5 separate regions of the Mus musculus genome follow, and all the other regions are linked to region 1. Evidence: chromatin contacts called from public promoter capture Hi-C data. All regions are on one chromosome and are shown on one strand. Each heading gives the region's core, a stretch centred on a gene start, on an enhancer-like site or on the middle of the called end of the contact. The rest is flanking DNA. Distances are from core to core; before and after follow the strand shown. Region 1 holds the start of Fam221a (family with sequence similarity 221, member A). Region 2 holds the start of Cycs (cytochrome c, somatic). Region 3 holds the start of 4921507P07Rik (RIKEN cDNA 4921507P07 gene). Region 4 holds the start of Osbpl3 (oxysterol binding protein-like 3). Region 5 holds the start of Pdia4 (protein disulfide isomerase associated 4).

Region 1 (4,154 bases), core at 455-2,954:
TTATTGATGCAATAATCTCTCCTAAAGGGAAATGTTCCATAATATTTACGATTGCAAAAAATAATTTTCCATGAGCCTGTCCCTACCATTTTCTGGACAAGAGACAAGTGAAAAGCCAGAAAGCAAAACTAAAGAAGCCAGCCGTGCTCTGTAAGAGGGTGAGCATGCGGTGAACCTACCATGAAGACTGGGTGCTACTGCCTAGTTTTATGTCAACTTGACCCAAGCTAGAGTCATACAGAAATAGAAAATCTCAAATGAGGGCTGGAGAGTTGGTTCAGTCATTAAGAGCACTGACTGGTCTTCTAGAGGTCCTGAGTTCAATTCCCAGCAACCACATGGTGGCTCACAACCATCTGTAATGGGATCTGATGCCCTCTGCTGGTGTGTCTGAAGACAGGTACAGTGTACTCATATACAAAAAATAAATAATTCCTTTTTAAAAAGAATTTTTAAAAAAATAAGAAAATTTCAACTGAGAAAAAATGACACACATACACACTAGACTGGCCTGTGGGCAAGCCTGTGGCAGGACCTCTGATTGATGTAGGAGGGCCCAGCTCACTATTACTATGCTATTAGCAAACAGGCCGAGCAAGCCATGAACAGCAAAGCAATGAGCAGCACCCTCCAGGGGCACTGCATTAGCCCCTGGCCTGGCCTCCCTGGATCATGGCCTACAAGCTATACACTGAAATAAACCCTTTCCTCCTAAGTTGCTTTTGATCAGTGTTTCAATAGAGCAATAGAAACCTAACTAAGACAGACTGATCAAGCTGTTCCATCTCACATTTCCTGTTCAGAATCTTCAGAAAGTTCTAAGCATTACCCAAAACTACACTATTGGGGCAATATGCTGGGAAACCCAACTGCCTGGACACCCCACGAATGACTTGGGGGAAGCTCTATACATCTGGCTTTTCCTTTGTGCACACACATTCTCCAAGTCGTCTGTAACCTCTATTCTCCCAGTTTCCCAGCTGTCAAGAAGAAACCCCTCCTAGGCTATGGGAATTGGGGGCAGATGTGTGTGGAGCCAAAGGAGCAAGCAGCTGTGTTCCCTGCTTCCAGAGAGGAGTCTCGGAAGCTAAGTCCAAAAACCATCTCCCTTGGTTTGGGAGAGCACTGAATTGATGTATAAACTGACATCTACTAACTTTTATAGACCCAATATGTAAATCAATTGTCACTAAGAGAAACAAAAAGGGATCCATTTTAAAAGTAGTTAATCATCCCTTTTGGCAAAGGAGACTCTCAAGTGGTCTCCGAAGAGATTCATTATAGAATAGAATTGTGTGTCTGCAAATTTAATTACAGAGGATGAAATGTGAAATTAATCCAGGCCTCCCGAACAGACTCCCAGAGCGCTAGTACGTTCGTCCGCTGGGTCCGGGTTCGTCCCACCGTGCTCGGACGGACAAGAGTCCGTGAACAGGAGCCCGCCCCGCGGAGCAGAGTTAAGGCCTCACCTCCGGTACTCCAAGTACTCGTCCACTGCCTCCGCACCACCAGGAGGCAACGTCAGCCGCTCCATGGCCGCGGGAAGCGAAAGGAGCCCTTGCCTCGAGCTCTTGAGTCCGCCCTGCAGCTGCCAGGCAGGATCCACCAGACCTGCGCGAGTAACAAACAGCCTTGCCGCCAGAAACTGCCCGGTCCCGCCCCCTTAGCCCCGCCCCGTCCTGGGCCCCGCCCCTCTGTTTCACCCGCTTAGTCCCGCCCTTGTCCCCCTCAGCTCCCGTCCTCTCCCCGCAGCTCCTCCCCAATCAATCTTCCCCCTCCTCTGGGCTCCGCCCCACTTAGCTCCGCCCTCATCCTTACCTCTCCCCAGCTCCCGCTCTACCCTAGCATCCGGCCTGTCCTAGCGCCCCTCTTCTTCCTTGTGCCACGCCCCTTGGCCAAGCCCCGCTTTGCCCCGCCCCTCTTGCTGCTCCAGGCCAAACGTCTCCACCAACCCTCGTGATTGCTTCCGTGGCCCACAGTCTACCTGGCGATCCTCTAAGGGTCCTTGAGCTTAATTTAGCTTGAGCTTCGCCACCCTACCGCTACCTGAGCCCTACAAATTGGCTTCTCCTGCATAGCCCAAGGCTGCAAAACAGATGCTGTTTGCCCACTTCAAACTTCGTGCTCTTCACTGCTTCATTCCCAGAGTCTCCTTAAGAATAAGTGCAGTGCCAGGATACAATGGGTTCTCAAAACAGGGTTTATATACCTCTTCCCATTTAATCAATCTCTCGAAATGTACGTAGTCTTGGAGAATTGGCCACTTGGAGCGGTAGCTAAGAGTGCTTGCTGTGCGATCATAAGTACCAGAGTTCAGATCCCAGCACCCACATAAAGAACCAGGCATCTCAGACTCTTAATACCCCAGTTTCAAGGTAGGTGGAGACAGAAAAATCAATGAGGTTTGCTGGCTTTCAGCCTAGACAAGAAAATCCCAACCCTGGGTTCAGGGAGAGACTACATGAAAGGATTAAATGGAGCATGATAGAGGAAGACACCCAACCCTTTCCTCTTGCCCACTGGCCTCAGAGCTTGTTTACACTGCTGCACGCACCCATTCACAATCACACACTTCGAATCAGTACATCTCTGAAGTGTGGGGGAGGGGTGTCAACGTCCATGTTTTCAGTATTACGGTTGAGGCTGAGAACTGAGCATAGAAGCTTAGTTGGACAGCATGAGTTTAGCATACTGAGACCCTGGGTTCAAGTCTCGATGCCACTGGAAAATAATAAAATATAAAACCAGCAATCCTGAGTACCAGTGCAAGTGACAAGGAAAAAAAAATGTTCTCCAAAGAAAATAACAGGTTAAGGAAGAACAAGCAGAAACAATTCAGCCAAGTTCTTGCCTTCCGGGTAGGAGCACAAAGCCTTTGAGCTGCTAGGTAAGCTCTGTACTGCCAAACTATACACCTGACTCCAAGATAAGTCTGTTTCAACATTTAAAAAGAATCTCCACGCATTTTATATAAAAATGGAATTATCATCCGTTAGTAATTTAGCTATAAGTTGTTCTGGCAAGCTGAAAAGGAGTAAGAAATTAACCGTTACTCAGGAGAAAAGAATTCTCAAACATTGTAGCTCTCTATGGACCAAATTTCTCATCCTTTAATCTTCTTGTTTAACAGATAATTGGATTTTTAGAGATTCAAGGTTCACAGCAACTCGAATGCAGCAGGTCAGCTGTGGCTGTTTTCCAACAGTGTGTTTCTACTTCAGGGCTCTGCCAACTGAGCCGTATCCCTGGCCTGGTCAGGGTGGGATGGTTTTGAGAGGTCTCACCCGCTATATGATCCTGGCTAATTTAGAACTCACCATGCGGTCAAGTCTGTTTTCACACTTGGGCTTCTCCTGCCTCTGCTTCCAAATGCCTGGATAAGTAAGGGATGTTCTTAGTGTTAAACTTCTTAAAGTTCTTATTGTTATTAGCCCGTCATTCAAAATCCTTTTTAAAAGTGTTTTAATTAGCATACAAAGTGTTGAATTTCCATAAGTCTTTCCATATGTGAGTAGTTTCTGCTAACTCACCCCTGCCCCTGCCCTCACCCCTTAGCTCCCAGTATTGCCCTCTTCTGTCAAATTGCATGTGCTCTACTCTTCCCTCCCCACACTGAGGCCTCTTTCCCTCCCCTCTTGTGGGACCTTTCTGGCTTACTGACCTCTATAGACACTCCATTTTAGGTACATAAGTACAAAGTTTGAAACTCAGATCCACGTTGAGAAAAAAGATGTGGCATTTGTCTTTCGGGGCCTGGGTTCCCTCACTTCGTACAATATTTTGCTGTTCATATTACCTGAAAGTTTTGTTTTTCTTTCCAGCTGAATAAAACCCCATTATGTATGCACACCACATTTCCATTATCCATGCAACAGTTGGTGTATTTTGACCCTAGTTCCTAGTTACTTTGAATAAAAACACAGTAAATAAATATGGTAAAAGTTTTGTTTTTCTTTCCAGCTGAATAAAATCCCATTGTGTATGCACACCACATTTCCATTATCCATGCAACAGTTGGTGTATTTTGACCCTAGTTCCTAGTTACTTTGAATAAAAACACAGTAAATAAATATGGGTGTGCACGTGTATCTATGGTAAGATATGGAATTCTTAGGATATATGGCCAGAAATGGTATAGCTGGGGCATATAGTAG
Region 2 (4,187 bases), core at 13-2,512, 1.2 Mb before region 1:
GATCACATCACATACTATGTAGTTAGGCTTACAATATTCTCACCAATACAGAATGACTAGCGTTTTTGTCATTTTCCCTAAGTGACACCATACAGCACTGCATTTGGCAGTATAAGTTATAATCTAGAAATTATTTAAATATTGGGGAGATTGTGTAGATTATATACAAATATTACATCATTTCATGTGAAGGACTTAAACACCCATGGAATTCTGTATGGGTTCTGGGGATTGTTCTGGAATCAACTATCCCTGGGAATACCTAACAACTATACTCACACAAACTGACATCTTTGAGCAGATAGGACCAGTGGCTGGAAAGAGATCTATTGAGACTTTAGACCAGCCTTCTAACATCTCATGTTAATCTGATGGCGGAAGGAAAAGTGGTAGAATATAAACAAGCTCAACCAGAATATGTGAGTTCATACTGAGAAGGGCCCGGCACACACCAGGCATCTATAAACACACGATAAACTATGTCAAGGCTAGACAGAACATAGGGAATGGACCGACATTCATCTGAATTTGGGAGAGGGGAGTAATGAAGAAAACGTCCAGTGGCAGAATTTAAAGTGTCTGTGAGTTCGTTTTGAAGTACACCAGGAAAGTATGCTAAGGAGACTTCCATTTCCAATATGGTCAGAAGGGATGCCAAGTCTAGCGGATTCCCGGGAATCCTCTACTCAGGCGAATCCTGCTTCTCCCTTAAAGCTTGCCTGCACACCCTCCTCGTTTTCTACAAACACTAGGGGAAGAAAACAGGGACTCTGGGTAAGATGTGATCCTGTCTGCCACTTGTGCGTACCTTCCCCAGCTTTGAGGCTCTCACTGGGAGAGCAGGAAGATGGTTTAACAGAGTAAAGGTCACCAGCAGGCGTCCACTGCGAGGCCAGTGCAGTTGCGCCAGCCAGGAAGCCTTGACCAAGCCTGGGTAAAGGTCGCCAGCACACCGGCCGGCAGTCTCAGCACTCCCCGTGGGCGGAGGCCGAAGGAGTCCTAGGGCCGGGCGTTACCTGAGCCGAGCCACACCCGGATCCCAAGGGAGCATCGGCCCCGCTACTTGCCCTCGCCATCTCGCAGGCCAGAGGGTGACGTCACGCACGTCCACGCCTTACGTCCTAAGGCCTGTCGTAAGTGTCGGGCAAACGAGGCCTCTGAAGGAAGGGCGCCCTCTGGGCACATCCTACCATGCTAGCTCGCATGCGCGCGCACAAACCTGTCCTGGAGCCAATGAGGTGCGGTTACGTCACGGCGCAGCAGACGGCGCTACCGCACGTCGGGCCGCGGACGGGCGGAACAAGTGTGGTTGCACCGACACCGGTACATAGGCGCGGGCCGGCGTGTCCTTGGGCTAGAGCGCGGGACGTCTGTCTTCGAGTCCGAACGTTCGTGGTGTTGACCAGCCCGGAACGGTGAGCGCGCGACGGGGATGCGGACCGGGAACGGGGCGAGGAGGCCGGGGCAGGCCTAACCTACAAAGCCATGCAGAACTGTGGCACGGCTGGAGGCGGCGTGGGTGTAGGACCGGGGCCCGGAGTTCTAGAAGGAACTCGCCCGCCGCCCCTTCTGAGAGCAGAAGCTGCTGTTCCTTCAGGACTGGGCCAGTTCTTTTCCTGATTAAGCATCTGGGAGGGTGGGTTTGTAAAGTCGTAGTCACCCCTGGGATCTCAACGTGAGAGTGAGACGGTTCCTTCCCCAGTCCTCCCTCGCCTTCCCGTGCCGGACTAAAGCAAGAGAGAAGAGACTTAACCTCCTAATGAGACCGGAGCAGGCGGAAGCACTTAGGATCACCCCCAGCCTCCCTTATCTTTGGAAGTGACTTTAATCGGCAGCACTGACAGCAGTTTAGCATTCTGAAATGTTAAGAGTTGTAGTGGTTTTGCTTTAATGAGTCCGGTTTCATATTTGTGACTTTTTGACCTTGCCTTCTTCGGAAACTGGGGTTTGAGCTGTGGGTTTCCATTTCCCTTGGCATGGACCTGTCTTGAGCACAGACTTGCTTTAAAGGAGAGTCTCCTAGGTGATGTATTTGCTATTGAAGAATATTGCAAGTGGACTGAGTTAGCACCCTGCCTGGTGTTAAGAGGACATAAGAATAGCGGTTTGAATGGTCATTGGGATCCGTAGTACGTTTTACTGTTGGATCTTTTCCCTTTTAGAATTAAAAATGGGTGATGTTGAAAAAGGCAAGAAGATTTTTGTTCAGAAGTGTGCCCAGTGCCACACTGTGGAAAAGGGAGGCAAGCATAAGACTGGACCAAATCTCCACGGTCTGTTCGGGCGGAAGACAGGCCAGGCTGCTGGATTCTCTTACACAGATGCCAACAAGAACAAAGGTAACGGGGGGAGCTGCTGTCAGCCACAGCACAGGTTGCTTGGGTTAACCAGTGCAGAATTACCAGGTGTGTAAAACACTTAACCTCTGCATCTCTTTCTGTTTAGGCATCACCTGGGGAGAGGATACCCTGATGGAGTATTTGGAGAATCCCAAAAAGTACATCCCTGGAACAAAAATGATCTTCGCTGGAATTAAGAAGAAGGGAGAAAGGGCAGACCTAATAGCTTATCTTAAAAAGGCTACTAATGAGTAATTCCACTGCCTTATTTATTACAAAACAAATGTCTCATGGCTTTTAATGTACACCATAATTTAATTCACACACCAAATTCAGATCATGAATGGCTAGCAATGTTTTTGTTGGACAGTCCTGATTTAAGTAAAACTGACTTGTCATAAAGTGGGTACGGTCTTTATTAAAGCAACAGTTCCAGTTGTATACATGCTACCACGGCTCTCCCTTTCTCAAGATAAGATTGGACTTAATTAGCAATGTTTTACTTTCCATAAATAGGGGCATGTCACCTCAAACCTACTAAATGGTTTTATACTTAGATTTATATAACTGGGCATATGAATATGCTTAAACACTGGGAAAATTCTATCACTGTCTCAGAAACAAGAAGACTCAAATGTGTTTCAGTTTGTGTTCACTGGCCTCTTTCAGGTCATGGCTAACCACCAGGAGGCAACTGTCTATTCTTGACAGTGCAGTTTTAATTAGAATTCCCTACATCAAGGATGTTGCCTTTTACTATTGAAAGGCATTTACTGTGGTTTATGTATGATATCAAATAAAGAGTATTTAACACTTCTTTATAGTTGATCTGCAAATTAAAATGCTTTTAGAAACAAGCAAGTTAGGCCTTTTAAATTCTCTATTTTCTAAGACTAAGTTGTAAATCAGAATTGTCCTTAAATACCCACTCAGAAACACACATAACTGGAATTCGATTAGGAATGGCACTCTTTGCTAACTTACTAGATGGAAAGATGGAAATAAAGGAAATAGTTTGTATCAGCAGAAAGAAGATAATTAAAACAACCACAGATCGTGATCCTTTGATTGTGCTTTGTTTAATGACAGTTAACATATCTTTAGTTGTTTAAATGTTCCCTGGTATAAAGCCATGGTCTAGTGAAGGTACTAGGTGCTCTTACCTTGATATCTCGGGCAACTCCGACTACAGCCACGCTTTACCCTTCGTTCTTTGGCCAGAATGAGATCTATAAAGGTGAATAATTATGTATTAGCTGAGTGGTCCTAAATTTTATAGAGAATGGCAGGGAAATGAGTGATAGTGGTGTCTTTGTGGGGGTGAAAAGGCTGGAGAAAGACCTCATCGTGACTTCAGACGTGTAGAAGATGATTAACTGGGCCTCAGGTCAGAGGCAGCACTTTGTGACAAATCTTACTTTATACAAGAAATTGAGGACAATCTGGAAACAAGTTTGGAAAGTTTTCTGTAATTTGGAGTTTTGGGCTGATGGGTAGGAATTTTTTTTTTGTTGTTTTGGACCTATTTTGTATGTATGGGTGTTTTCTCTGCATGTATATCTGTGCACTACACTTGAAGGCCAACCCAGGGTGTTGGATTCCTTGGGACTGGTGTTACAGCGGGATCTGCAGTGGGCGCAGTCCAGGCTGAGTCCTCTGGAAGAACAGCCAGTGCTCTTGAGTCCTCTCCAGCCCTGATAAGCTTTTTACTTTGTAGGTCCTTCAGAGATAGCTTTGTAATAACACTTGATGAGTCCCAAGTTTTTGTAACAACTTTCCAGGGCACATTTTAACTAATGTGTAAAGAAATAAAGCCCTGGAATTGCCGGGTGGTGTTGGCATACACCT
Region 3 (4,493 bases), core at 1,161-3,660, 1.2 Mb before region 1:
TATGTGTGTCTCAGCGTCCTGCCAGGTCCAGGTGTTCGCTCAAAATTCTGCATTCTGGACAGCTTCAAAGCAGCTAGCCCCAGGTGCTCCAGCCTCGTAGACTGCCCTGACTAGGCCTATACTTTCCAGTCCCAGATGGTCCCACAGAGCCCGGACAGCAAGTGAAATAGCTAGCTCTCAGGATTTGGCCAGCATCCCAGCTTTCCTGGGTCCTCAGACAGCAGGAAACAGTTTAAAGAGAACAGCGCCCTCACTTCCAGCCTCACATCACTCCTTCCTGTTGCTTCACCTTTAATATTAAAAGGAGGAACGCTGTGAATTGGGTTCTCTGCCAGAGTGCTGCTCAGCAACTCAGCGGCAGCACATTTCCATGGTCAATGCAAGTTACACACTTCCTCTATGCAGCAGGCACATCCTTTAAAAGACCCTGGCCACCCAGATCTAGCTCTGTCTGTGTCTGCCCTGTCTGTTTTGTTCTGTCGCCTGGTCTCTTGTCTCTCTCGTGTCCCCACTCCGAGAAGGCATTTTGCTCGTCCTCCCCAGTAAGGCCCTCAGGCAATCTGTTCTGCAGCATGAATCCTCAGCACACCTTGGCCCCACACTTAATGGGTATTCCTGACACTTAAGGCTAATAGTGTTGGTGTTGTGCTCAGACTGTAAAAACCCCAAAGAGGCCACCAGGAATCACAACCTGCTGTAATCCCATGAGGGTCTTTATTCAAGCTCAAGCTCGGGCCACCAACCTTCCTGATGGAACAGGAAGGAGAGTAAACCCCCAGGTCTAAGCAAAGGGGGGTTATAAAGAAAAAAAACCGCAAGCGGGGTCTCCAAGCCTTGGCATTACACGAGGGGTAAAGGAATGCTGTCCTTCAAACCTGATAGCATTGGTTCAGACAGTGGGGCAGAGCCGCGCAGCTGGAAAGGGACCTTTGTGATCTGGGAAAAGAAACTTGTGCTATCAGAAGTTGGTGTATTTCTACAAACGTCACAGCTGTCTGGGGACACTTAATTGTCTCTTTTCCATAGTCCCAGAGTGGGCTTTTATCATTTCAAGGATATTAGCCTCTGCTTCCTTCAAGGGCAGGACCCTTCTGCACAGGAGAAATGTTGGTTGTTAATCAAAAGGGGGTGTGCATTTCAGTGATGTGGAGGCTAGACTATGCTGCTTTTCGTCTGTTCCCAAGGCTGGAATTTGCCCCCCTCCCCCCGCCCGAGAGTCATCAGGGGGAGGGAGTGTTAACTGTTCTGGCTCCTCGAAGAGTCAGGAGAGTGTAAGATCTGATATGCAGGTTTCCCTTGTCTCTTAATTGGAAATAATAAATTCAAAAGACCTTTGTAAACCAAGCAGTTTTTAATATTCAATTCTGCAGAAAGCAACATAAGCACTGAGAAAAGCCAAACACTGCTGCTGTACTGATTTGAAGAAAGATGATGGCTTTTCCCCTGATACCATGAAAGTCCAGCTCCCTTCCTGTAGGCCAGGGCTTGCACCCTTCCCAAATTCTTCATCCTGTTGGTTTATGGCAAGAGCTTTATCCATAATTTAGGACTTGAGAGTGTCCCTTTCTCTGATATAGTGTTCAATAGGCTACCAGTAGATCTCCAACTCTTCTGAGCTGTGAGAAGCTGGGTGAACCACCAGCTAGTAGAAAAGATACCTCCTTGCCTTGGGCTTTTCTGTAACTCTGACGAACTTAAGAGCACATCACACTGCAAACTGTAACAATCTGTTTTTTTTTGTTGTTGTTGTTTTTTGTTTTTTTTTTTTTACACAAAGATCTTCTCTCTCTCCTTCCCAGGACCAGAGCTTTTGTTTCCCTCACACCTTGAGAAAGCATGCTCACCCACCCAACTTAGGGCAACTGTAGATCAGATAGTCTGCCAAGCCAGCGCCGCCAGAGGGCGCCTGAGGTCAGCCTATGGCGGGGCGTGAGGCAGCGGAGCCGGAGCGGGGCCTAGGACTGGACTGGTGCCCTCAGGAGGTGGGGCGAGGGAGGGAAGAGGTGGGACTTGGGTAGAAGGGCGGGACCAGGCCTGAAGGAAAAAGGCCCCAGGGACCGCGAAGAGAGGCGGGTGGGCGGGGCCTGAGAAGGGGGCGGGGCGCAGGGGCGGGGCCGAGTCTGTAGTTGAGCGCCTCTGGCACATGCAGGAGTTTAAAGGCGCTAAGACTCCGGGGCCAGGCATGAGGTTGAAGCGGAAACGCGGCGGTTCCACCTTTCCCCTAGCCACAAAGCCCTCTTTCCTCACTTCCGGCTTCTCTTCCAATTCTGGTGGTCTAAGATCCTCTGAAGGGCTCCCCGCCACACGTCGGCCAGCGCCCCACCCTCAGGATGTGTTACCTAGTGCGCGGTCACCGCCGCCGTCACAGGCAGCCTCAACCCCGCCCCGGCCTGCCCGCAGCCCTCTGGCCTTCTTCCCCCGCACCTGCCCGCACGCTCCCGGGGCCCGCAGGTGCGGAAGACCACGAAATTCCACGCCCCGCGGAGAGGAGACCCACCAGATCCCGAGACAAGAAAGGGAGACGCGGTCGGGCAGCGCTCCGGGGCAGATGTGTCAGGTGCGTGCGACCCCTGGCTGCACGGCTTCTAGGGACCGGAGTCCTCCGAAGGGACGGGCTTCTCTCCAGCGCTCTGGGGAACCCAATGTCCCCCATGAGGACAGAGGTGCGCACCACCCAGTTTAACTGCCTGAGAAACAGAATTGCAGAGCCTTGAGAGGAAGGGCTCTTGACCTGTTAATGACGAGTCTCCCTGCTTAGAAAGGCCCCCGCGCTAGAAGTTACCTGATTGTTCTTGAATATTGTTACATTTGAGGTGAGACATGAATTGTTTCACAATGTGTTCATCTTCCACTCTGCAGGTTTGCTTCAGTTTATCTCCACAGGTTTGACAGCATCCACAGACCCTCACAGCCAGTAAGAAAATAAGCCTCTGGTTTTTGTGCATCGATGAGTTGAATTTTGCCAGCAGAAACTGTTTCCTGTCCGGTCTAACCAAGGCAGTTTACAAGTCCAAATTTTCATTTTTATCTATTTACTTATCTCCAGACTAACATTTTAGGCAAGAAGCATGGAGGTAATTCACGGCAGGCCCCACTGCTGCAGGAACCTTGAAGGAGCTGACATTCTGTCAAACACCTTTTACTCTAACGGACTGCACACCCCGTACGAAACAACTATTCGGCCAACTGCTTCACAAGCCAGGTAAAACAAAAGTTAGAAAAACGCAGGAGAAAGATGTCGTTGCATTCGTGACTTTTTCTATAACACACACACACGTGAGCACTCCCATATATCACATGAAGGAGAAGGCAAAGCATGAGTAAACTACATGGTTAATCTGTTAAAACTGGAAAAGGGCTGTAGGCTATAACAAGGGAGGCATATTCTTCCACTGCATTCTACAAGTGTGTGTGTGTGTGTGTGTGTGTGTTTTGCTAGGGACTGAGTCCAGACCATGCCTGCAAGGCAAACACTACCACCAACCTACCTTTCCAGCCCTGTTCTAGAACCCTAGGATGGCCCCTTCCTTCACTTGGAGAGTGTTTTAATAGAGCACTACGGTACTAACAGCCTGCCCACCAACACCTTCTGCCAAGAAAGAATCCCAGAGTTGGTGGCAAACATGATGCTGTGTTTTGTTGTAGACCTTTCGCTCCTCATGACAGCCATGAATAGAGTAGAACTGTTACCCTCTTTCACCTGTGATATATGTAGGGTACAGACACATATTTCGCCAAACTCTGTCTCAGCTACACCCCCAACCCTGTGATTTACTTGATTTTTAGAGGAAGAATAAGGCTCTGTTTCTAAGTACCTTGTGTAGGTGTGTTCTTCTAATTTCACACGGCCAAACCCCTAATAATTCTTTGTAGACGAGGATAGGTAGATAGATGTCTCAGCTGGCACAGTGCTGATCACACAAGCCTGAAGATGTGAATTTGATCCCTAGTAAAATAGGAAGCATTAAAAGGGACATAAAAAGCAAGTGAAGGTGGCATGAACCTGTCACCCCAGTGCTGGGGAGGCAGAGACAGGAGGAGCCCTGGAATCCCTGGGGCTCAATAACTAGCTAGTCTAGTAAAATCTGTAAACCCCAAGTTCAGTGAGAGACCCACTCTCAAAAAGTGAAGTGCGGTCAAGGAAGATGTTTAATGTCAACTTCTGGCTTCACAATCTGCGTAGAAACACATACAACAAACTTTTTTCTTTATTCTTAGGGAATTAAGACAGAAAGCCACCTTATCTCAGTTTAAACACTTCCAAAGTAGGGCTGGAAAGATACTTCATCTGTTAAGAGCACTTGCTGTTCTTCCTACGGACACAAGTTTGGTTCTCAAGATGTGAGTCTGGCTCCCATATCCTACATTAGGCAGCTTGCAACCACCAGTAATTCCAGTTCCTGAAGATGCAGTGCCCTCTCCTGGCCTCCTAGGGCAACTGCACACACGTGTACCATACATACAGTCATGCATATACACACACTCATAAAACA
Region 4 (4,033 bases), core at 416-2,915, 1.1 Mb before region 1:
AGGACAGGATGCCAGCTTAAACAATAAAACCATAGCTTTCTGTCCAGCCTTGGCTACTAGGCCATTTGGTACAGGCTACCACCTCGTTGTGTTCCAGGTAACTATGAATTAGGCTCAGCACAATATGTGTATGTATATAGTTATGTGATTGTGTAATCTGGCGTGTGAACTTTGGAGACGATAAACACCATTTACAAAGTCCAAAGGTTGGATTTGCCTGTAGCAAAAACATTTCTGTGGGATAAAAGGCATGTATTCGGTAGAAAAGCTGGCCTGGATGCAACAAGATGATTTGGAGTAGGGAGGGGAAAAAAAGTGAGTGTGACTCAGGCACCTGAGCTGGGCGTGGGCAAGGTGCCTCAGGCCTGCTCCTCGGTGCTCCTTCCGGTTTGGTGTAGTTTAGGAAGCCCTGCATCATTTATATAGGGATTGCCGAGTGCTAGGGCTCACAGCATCAAGAAAATCTGCTTTCTTCGTCAAACTTCCCCGGCCACCTGGCAGAGCCAAAGACAGTTCCAGAGAGTGTATCCGTGGAAGGTTCCAGAAAGTGAATATCCAAACCTAGTGAATGAAACATGGTTTATACAGATGTGAGAAAGAGCCTCAGAGACGTTCATACAGGGTCAGCCTGACAACGGTCAGCCGCTGGTGGAGGCATGTACTTGGCACTCTGGAACATCTAGAGTGTCAGCAGCTGAGCCAAAGGAGCCAACATGCCCAGTTCGGTGAGGCAGGCCAGATGGATCTTAAAGGGGTTAAATACATCTGCAGTTCCTAGTGCCCAGAAAGCGTTTCCTGAGCCTGAGAGCTGCTGAGTCCTTCCTGCTATGGGAGCCTATTTGAGAACCTCCTCCCAGAGGACTTCAGGGGCCTGAGCTTCTTCCATCACCCCTTCGGAGGCTCTCTGCATGGCGCTCTCTGTGCTAACAGTTCACCAATGTTTTCCTGATTATTCACATATATATATATATATATACTCTCTTTGGTTTATCGTCTGCGTCCTCTCTAAAATGTAGGTTCTGAGAGGGCAGAAACCCGGTGTGCCTTTACCGCAGGTGCAGGATCACATCTGTTCCTGGCATTCATCATTCCCTGCCCACCGGGCCACCTGCGGCGCTGGACTCATGTGCGGTTTGCAAATTGACCTCAAATTATCAGTGGCTGACATCCAAGCTAGGATTCTGGCAAGTGGGCGGTGAAGTCGGATGGGCCTGGACATCTAGCCAGATGCTCCTGCGTTTCGATCGCAAACTACACTGCATCTTCTTTCCTAACCTATGGACGGGAACTGTAACAACAACAACAACAACAACAACAACAACAACAACACCTTTCTCCCTTCCTGCCTCCTCTGTAACCCTATACCAATCTGGACAACTGCTTCTGGGGGCCAGGTCCCCAAAGTCCGAACCAGTTTCTAATATCTTGTGTCTAACCCTTGGCTCACCACATATTTCCCCCTTATTTATTCTCAGCTCTTTTCAGTGTTCAAGTGATTATTGTCCGTTGGACTACTTTAGTCCCCTGGAATCTTCTCCTTAAAACAGCTCCTTTCGCGCGAACCTCAACTTCCTCCTAAGTCATTCACTAAATATTTATTGAAAGCCTAAGGGGCACACACTACTCTAAGGATGCTGGGAGCCGCTGCCCCGCCCAGCCACACCTACCATCACTCTCCACCGCTCCACACGCCCTGAACCCTGGCTGGCGTCACGGAATCCGCCTGCAGCTTCCAAGTCCAACGCCTCACCGCCTTCCCCCGATGACTCCTGATTGGTGGGAGTGGGAGCCACTCTGCTGCCCCCCCTCCACCGCCCTTTTCACGTTATTCCGCCCAGTGGAGAACTCAGGCTCCTCCTCTTAGCTCCCTCCCCTCGCTCCAGCTCTTCAGCTAATTGCCCGGCAGCGCGCGCCCTAAAGTTCTAGGCGAAGTATTGAGAACTGGTCGCGGGGATCGCACACCGGCCAGTAGCAGGGGACCAGGGACCCCGGCACCAGGAGAGCTGGTGCACTGCGCGGGCTCTCGCCCACCATCTGTCTGCGAGCAGCGCTCGGCGCCCCAGTCTCCTGCGGCTGGTGCTGGAACTGCCGTCGGCTGAGACTTGCAGGGACCCGAGAAGCCCGGTTTGCGTCCTTCTCGGTCTGAAGCACGCACTGGGGAATCGAGAAGCGTCCCCAGCAGCGGAACACTTAGGTGAGCAACAGGGCGTCCGCCCGCCTGGGGTTGAGCTGTGGTGGAGGCCCCGAGAAGGCTCGGGGACGCAGCCATTCTCTATGGTTCAGACTGTGTCTGTGGTGGTCCCGGGAAGCCCGGGTCCACGGGGCAGCCCTGAGACTAGGAGGTCGTCTGTCGTGTAAGCGCCAGTTTTCTGGGAGGAAGCACTCTGGTGCTGCTCACCCTGGAGCTGTGCCCCTCGAGTTACAGCCTGGCGGGGATGGACCCGGAGAAGGAGCGGATCTCAGGAGCCTGCGTGCGGGTGCATGAGGATGCCGCGTAGAGGAGCTGTCCCGGCACAGCCTGGCGCTGTGACGGGCTGGAGGCACAGGAAACCTGCTTAATTCTGCCAGGAGGAAGGCTTTACTACACCCTCGAGCTTGGGGCCCTGCGGTGCAGGCACCTCGCTCTTCGGCCTCCCCAGTCAGGTCACACCGCTCCACAGTGTCTGCACTGGGACCGAGAGCACCCTTCCCTTGGGGCTTCAAGCACTCAGCGGGTGATTGGTGCCTCTGGCGTCTCCCGTGGCATTGTCTTGTGTCCTTCAGACACTTCTTAACCAGCCGCGCGCCTCCCAGACTGTTGGAGCTGAGAGGGACATAAAGTTGTCTCTCACCTTGTGTCAGGGAACGGGGCTGGGGCATTGGAGTCCCCTCCGATGTCGCAGTGCCCTAGGAATCTGATTACTTGATGAGATCGTTTGGGTAGTGTATTTTATTTACACTGTAGCTGCAGAAGATGGTTTCAGAGATAGGTAAGCATAGCTCTGACTTTGGGTCATCCACACTCAACACTCTAAGCATCATACAAGGTGAGGACCTCCTTTTGGCCTCCAGAAACCTTCAGACAGATTGCAGTGCATCCAGGCTAAATGTCCATTCTGTCCATCAACTCCACACTGCCCTGTTTGCAGCTCTTCACAGAGCCTAAAGCTGTCTGGAATCATCTGCTTGTTTTTCCATCTGCCAGCCTTCTTCCGCTGCTAGGATGCGAAGTCCTGGGAAAGCAGAGACCAGGTCCTATTTCTCGGTCGGTCCATCCTCAGTGTGGAGAAGGCAGCTCTCCACACTGCAGCCTCACACTACACATTTATGGAATGAGTAAATGTTAACTTCTTCATAATCTGAGACTATTGATTTCATGGCTGGTTTGGATTTTCATCTTTTTCCTTTTTTATCGGAAAAATTAATAAATGGCAGTAACTCCTGCTGATGAGCATGCACTAACCATCAAGGTATTTGCTGGGAGCTCTGTGTAGATACATATAGATGATCCCTAATATTATAGTTGTCTGATTAGCTAGATTTTTTTAAGTCCCCTATTTTAGATGTGTGTTTACAACCCCGTGCTTTTTTAGACAGGTGTGTGGTGGTTAGAGGACTTTAGGAGTTGGTGTGTTCTCCCTCTCCCTCTCCCTCTCCCTCTCCCTAGTTCCCTCCCTCCCCACTGTGGGATCCAGGAAGCAAACTCAGGTAGAAACCAGGTTTGCTAACAACCCGTCTCCTTGACCCAAGCTACACACTTTAGGCATTTAAGGCTCTTGCAGGTTACCCAGTTGTCCTAAGGTTATTAAGCTGTACTGTGACTCTAGCCTGTTTTCTATTTTGTTGGGTTACTTATATTTTAAAAATCAATTAATTAATTACATCCTAAATGTTGCCCCTCCCAGCCCCCCCCCGCCCCCCCCCCAAGAGTTCCTTCCCCCCAGTGTTGAATTACTAATAAGAGACGAAAATATGGTTTCCACTTTTGCAGGCAGTGGATATGTTGTTCAGCTAAAAGTTCCCGTTTTATTCCTGAGATCCATTTTCAGTAATG
Region 5 (4,075 bases), core at 1,389-3,888, 1.6 Mb after region 1:
CAGTGTCCTTTTCTGACCTTTACAGGCACCCGCACTCACATGCACACACCCAACACCCACATAACACATACTTTAAAAATAAAAGTGGAGAGCTAAGGGAGGTTGGTCAGCTATTCTTCCAGAAGACCTCAGTTTGATTTGCCGCACCCACATAATGGGACATACCCACCTGTAACTCCAGTTATGGGAGTTCTAACCCTTTCTTCTGGCGTCCTCAAGTAACCAGGCATGTAAGTAGTGCATAGACATACATGCAAGTAAAACTCCTATGCACGTAAAACAAGATAAAAATAAAAATGAGGGGCTAAAACTGGGTCTGGTGACACATACCTTTAATCTCAGCACTTGGAGGCAGAAGCAGGTAGATCCCTAAGTTCCAGGCCAGCCTGATCTACGGAGTGAGTTTCAGGACAGTCAAGGCTACATAGAGACATCCTGTCTTGAAAATCAAAACCACTCTTTCCGCCATCTTGGCACCTGTGGAGGCCTGCTGGGAACAGGACTTCTAACAGCAAATATGTCTGGAAGGCTGTGGTGCAAGGCCATTTTTGCTGGCTACAAGCGAGGTCTCCGGAACCAAAGAGAGCACACGGCTCTTCTTAAAATTGAAGGCGTTTATGCCCGAGATGAAAAGGAGTTCTACTTAGGCAAAAGATGTGCTTATGTGTATAAAGCAAAACACAATACAGCAACTCCTGGAGGTAAACCAAACAAAACCAGAGTGATCTGGGGAAAAGTCACTCGGGCCCACGGAAACAGCTGTATGGTTCGTGCCAAATTCCGAAGCCACCTTCCTGCAAAGGCCATTGGACACAGAATCCGTGTGATGCTGTACCCATCCCAGATTTAAACTAATGGAGAGTAAATAAATAAAAGTAGATTTGTGCTCTTGTAAAAAAAAAAAAAAAGAAAAAAGAAAAAAAAAAGAAAAAAGAAAAAAAAAAAAAAAGAAAATCAAAACCAAATAACCACCACCACTACCACCAATAACAAAACCAAAAAGCAAAATCAAACAAACATAAAACCAAACAAGACCCCAAAAAACAAACAACAAACAAAACAAACACACGTGAGAGTCTAGAGCACCCACTTTTTAGCTCCAGAAAATCTGATGCCCTCTTCTGACCTCTGAATACATCAGGCATGTATATACACATAAACACTCTTACAGATAAAATAATAAAAGTTAAAAGAAATGGAGCTATTTTTGTTTTATGTTGGAGGAGAGGTCATAGGTTTGTGTGTATCTGGTTTTGTTTGTTTTGAGACGAGGCATTACTCTCTTGTCCAGTTTAGCTTTGAATTTCTGGGCTAAAATGATCTGCTTTAGACTCCAAAGTAGTTGAAACTACAGAAAAGAATTATATCAGAATAATAAAAAAGGTAGAACCATCACTGAGTTCTACAGAAAACACAAGAGACTGCAGTAATCTCTTGTGGTTTAACCTAGATAGAATCAATCATAAACCTCATGAATCCAGAGCATGTAGGTTGTGTGCCTGTCTAGTCTTAATTTAGTTTTCAAAACATATAATCTGAACTTCTGGCTGTGGACATGCATGCAGGAATTGTCACAGATACACTAGTAGATAGACAATCCCAATGGACTACTTCTCTAGAGAGAGATCTGCAGGAGTAAAGGAAAACACATATTCAAATTGGCCTAGGAACCTAGCCTAATAGTGCTAAAATGACAACCCAGGGGAGTAGTGATAAATACAGCTCATTTTCTCCTCCTGTATACATCAGAAAATATTGCAGGACTCTCTAAGATTTATTTATTTAGCCTCATTTGTCTTCTACGTCATATCATATGTTAATCCACAGGTGCTAACCCTAATGCCAGTACAGCTTTCTTTTCTGACATGCAAACCTAGTTTCTTTTCCAAAACACTCACGGTTATTTCTAGATCTAAATCACTAGATTGGTTATCTCTCTCTCTCTCTTCAGAAAAATCATAATACAAGGCAACGTTCAGACAAGACTCTGACTTATAGACTTAGTCATGGAGTCCAAGTTGTAATTTTTCTTTTCTTTCTTTCTTTCTTTCTTTCCTTTCTTTCTTTTTTTTTTTTTTTTGCGACAGGATATCACTAAAAGTCATGGGTCTCTGCCTCCACAGACCTGGAGTCAGCCCACCCAGCTCTGAAACAACTAATCTATTTCATATACCTCTCCGAACCTAGTATCTAGGAAAGAAACTCAAACTTTTATATGCTCAACAGAAAAAACAAGAAGCCAAAGAACAGGGGAACAGAGGCGGGATCTCTGATCTCACTTTTTCCCAAAAGTTCTGTCCTCTTTAGTTTCCTGCACAAGGACAGCCTCAGACGGACGAGCCTACACATGCACCCCACCATTTCCTTGAGTTTCTTACACGTGTTCTTCCTGCCAAGCTTGGCCAAAGGGAGCTGACCTCCCAACCAATCCCTCCCCTCGGAGTGCTCAAGCCCCGCCTCCCTGTGCAGGGCTGGTTGCCTTTGTTCTCCCCCGCACTCTTTCCGGACCTGGGCGCTCCAAGCAAACCGAGTGGCAGCCCGTGATTGGTGGTCGCGGCACAGCCAATCAGAAGGGGGCACCTCACACTAGGGCTCGGAGTTTTAAACGCGGAGCTGAGGGGCGCGCCCGCGCGGAGGGCTCAGGCAGCGGGGCGGGGCGGTGTAGGCGGGGCGCCACGGCTCTCGCCCTGATTCGTGCGGGGATTGGACGGGCCGCGGCTTCCTTACCTCCAACCAATCACCGGCCTGAACTTCCTGGAGGCTTTGGTGCGCTCCGGCGTCGCTCGGGAGGTCGGCGAGTGCTCTGCGGTGGCCGGTGTCTGCAGGCCCAGCTCTGCACCCAATCATGAAGCTCCGGAAAGCTTGGCTGTTGGTCCTGCTCTTGGCGCTGACACAGCTGCTGGCTGCTGCGAGCGCCGGAGATGCACACGAAGGTGAGCGGGAGGGCGGGTCGGAGGAGCAGCTCGCGTGGGTTGCAAACCTTGCTGGGGCCTGACAGGGTGCTTCGCTCACACCCCTGCGGAATTAGTGACCCGGTAGCAACGAACTTAATGGAGTTTCAGTGTAGGGCCGAATCTAGGGGTGTGGGCCTCTTTAGTTCCTACCTGAGACTAGGACACGGAGGGACGTGCCGAGTGCCTGGTTCGCAGCTCGTCTCTTTACCCTCACTACTGAGATTTGCCCCTTTGTTGAGTAAAATTTTCTGGAGAATACTCTCGTTTCCAAAACCGGTTTTAGAAAACGGAGGCGGGATGGCCGCTAGTAGGACCTGGAAGAGGCAGTCGCAGATACTGGGCATCTATATCAAGAAGTAGAAATAACTCAGGCTTTGTTTTCGTCTTTTATGGAAACTGGAGCTGCCGTATACAAGCATTTTATTCAGCGCCTTTTTTTGCCAGTCGCTGCACTGTGTTTTGAAAGTCGAGGCTGGTGGTGCATGTATTCTAGTAGGAACAGTATGTGTAACTCATAGACGTTATGCCCGCACCCTTTCTTCGAAATCCTCTACCGAAAACATAAAAACTTTGAAAATAGGAAGTACTAGTTAACGTTGTTCCTAGAGAACGGGTCTGATCGACACCTTTCCCTTCTAACCACTAACTTGTTGCCTACTAGGTTTAGTCTAATATAAACAAACCCCATTTTTAAAGTTTAGTGTGGAGGGGGAATGTGAACTTTATACTCCTAGGTTGAGTAAGATTCCTGTGGATCATTGATTTATGAGTCTTTGCCCAGGTAGGAAAGAGTAGAAATGAAGAGACTGCTGAAAGGGGCCAACTATCCGTCCTACCTATGAGTATATCTTGGCACTTTTGTCCAAACTGACTGAGGGCTCATTTCTTATAGAGACCCAAAATACATTGAAACAGAAAGAGGGCAGAGTCTTCATTTTAAGCAAATTTTTCACTTTTCAAAGCAGAATAGGCTTTGTGGGGGACACATGAAAGTTTGAGAACCAGTGTAGTTTGGTGTATGCTTTAAGAACGTGTTAAAAACTACACGGTTGTGAGACAGTGGTCAGTTTTAGGGTGATGTATGTTTGTTTGTTCAAGATGGGGGTCTCATTATGTAGCTT

What was found. Promoter capture Hi-C pulls out the DNA fragments that hold promoters and counts their contacts.
Region 2: a contact with region 1 is called in a promoter capture Hi-C map of pre-B cells, with 5 times the contacts expected there. The contact joins the promoter of Cycs here to the promoter of Fam221a in region 1. A contact is called at or near these places in 13 of 39 promoter capture datasets (the 3T3-L1 cell line, the C10 cell line, the HPC-7 cell line and 8 more), 2 of 484 Hi-C or Micro-C datasets (CD4 T cells and uterus), 8 of 115 datasets of contacts at active chromatin or transcription factors (astrocytes, cardiomyocytes, embryonic forebrain and 3 more) and 2 of 9 other capture datasets (adipose tissue and liver).
Region 3: a contact with region 1 is called in a promoter capture Hi-C map of the HPC-7 cell line. The contact joins the promoter of 4921507P07Rik here to the promoter of Fam221a in region 1. A contact is called at or near these places in 5 of 39 promoter capture datasets (the HPC-7 cell line, HPC-7-derived erythroid cells, cranial neural crest and 3 more), 1 of 15 datasets of contacts at CTCF or cohesin (large pre-B cells), 2 of 484 Hi-C or Micro-C datasets (CD8 T cells and Th1 cells), 2 of 115 datasets of contacts at active chromatin or transcription factors (astrocytes and forebrain) and 2 of 9 other capture datasets (adipose tissue and liver).
Region 4: a promoter capture Hi-C map of embryonic stem cells shows a contact between it and region 1, with 3 times the contacts expected there. The contact joins the promoter of Osbpl3 here to the promoter of Fam221a in region 1.
Region 5: a promoter capture Hi-C map of pre-B cells shows a contact between it and region 1, with 4 times the contacts expected there. The contact joins the promoter of Pdia4 here to the promoter of Fam221a in region 1. A contact is called at or near these places in 1 of 39 promoter capture datasets (pre-B cells) and 1 of 115 datasets of contacts at active chromatin or transcription factors (pancreatic cancer cells).

Annotation. Positions count from the first base shown.
Region 1 is chr6:49,365,289-49,369,442 of GRCm38.p6, reverse strand. Fam221a (family with sequence similarity 221, member A) reads right to left here and starts at 1,704. Exons shown (of 7, transcript NM_172727.3): 1 at 1,470-1,704. The coding sequence starts at 1,534.
Region 2 is chr6:50,563,644-50,567,830 of GRCm38.p6, reverse strand. It overlaps Cycs (cytochrome c, somatic), which reads left to right and starts at 1,262. Exons shown (of 3, transcript NM_007808.5): 1 at 1,262-1,415; 2 at 2,163-2,339; 3 at 2,446-4,187. The coding sequence starts at 2,171. The coding sequence ends at 2,594. 5430402O13Rik (RIKEN cDNA 5430402O13 gene) reads right to left here and starts at 1,188. Exons shown (of 3, transcript NR_027892.1): 1 at 809-1,188.
Region 3 is chr6:50,594,507-50,598,999 of GRCm38.p6, reverse strand. 4921507P07Rik (RIKEN cDNA 4921507P07 gene) reads left to right here and starts at 2,410. Exons shown (of 10, transcript NM_027564.3): 1 at 2,410-2,557; 2 at 3,047-3,202. The coding sequence starts at 3,069. 5430402O13Rik (RIKEN cDNA 5430402O13 gene) reads right to left here. Exons shown (of 3, transcript NR_027892.1): 3 at 4,135-4,493.
Region 4 is chr6:50,453,986-50,458,018 of GRCm38.p6, reverse strand. It overlaps Osbpl3 (oxysterol binding protein-like 3), which reads left to right and starts at 1,665. Exons shown (of 24, transcript NM_001347213.1): 1 at 1,665-2,194.
Region 5 is chr6:47,812,075-47,816,149 of GRCm38.p6, reverse strand. Pdia4 (protein disulfide isomerase associated 4) reads left to right here and starts at 2,638. Exons shown (of 10, transcript NM_009787.2): 1 at 2,638-2,933. The coding sequence starts at 2,846. It also overlaps the pseudogene Rpl35a-ps7 and a transcript of Zfp786 not described here.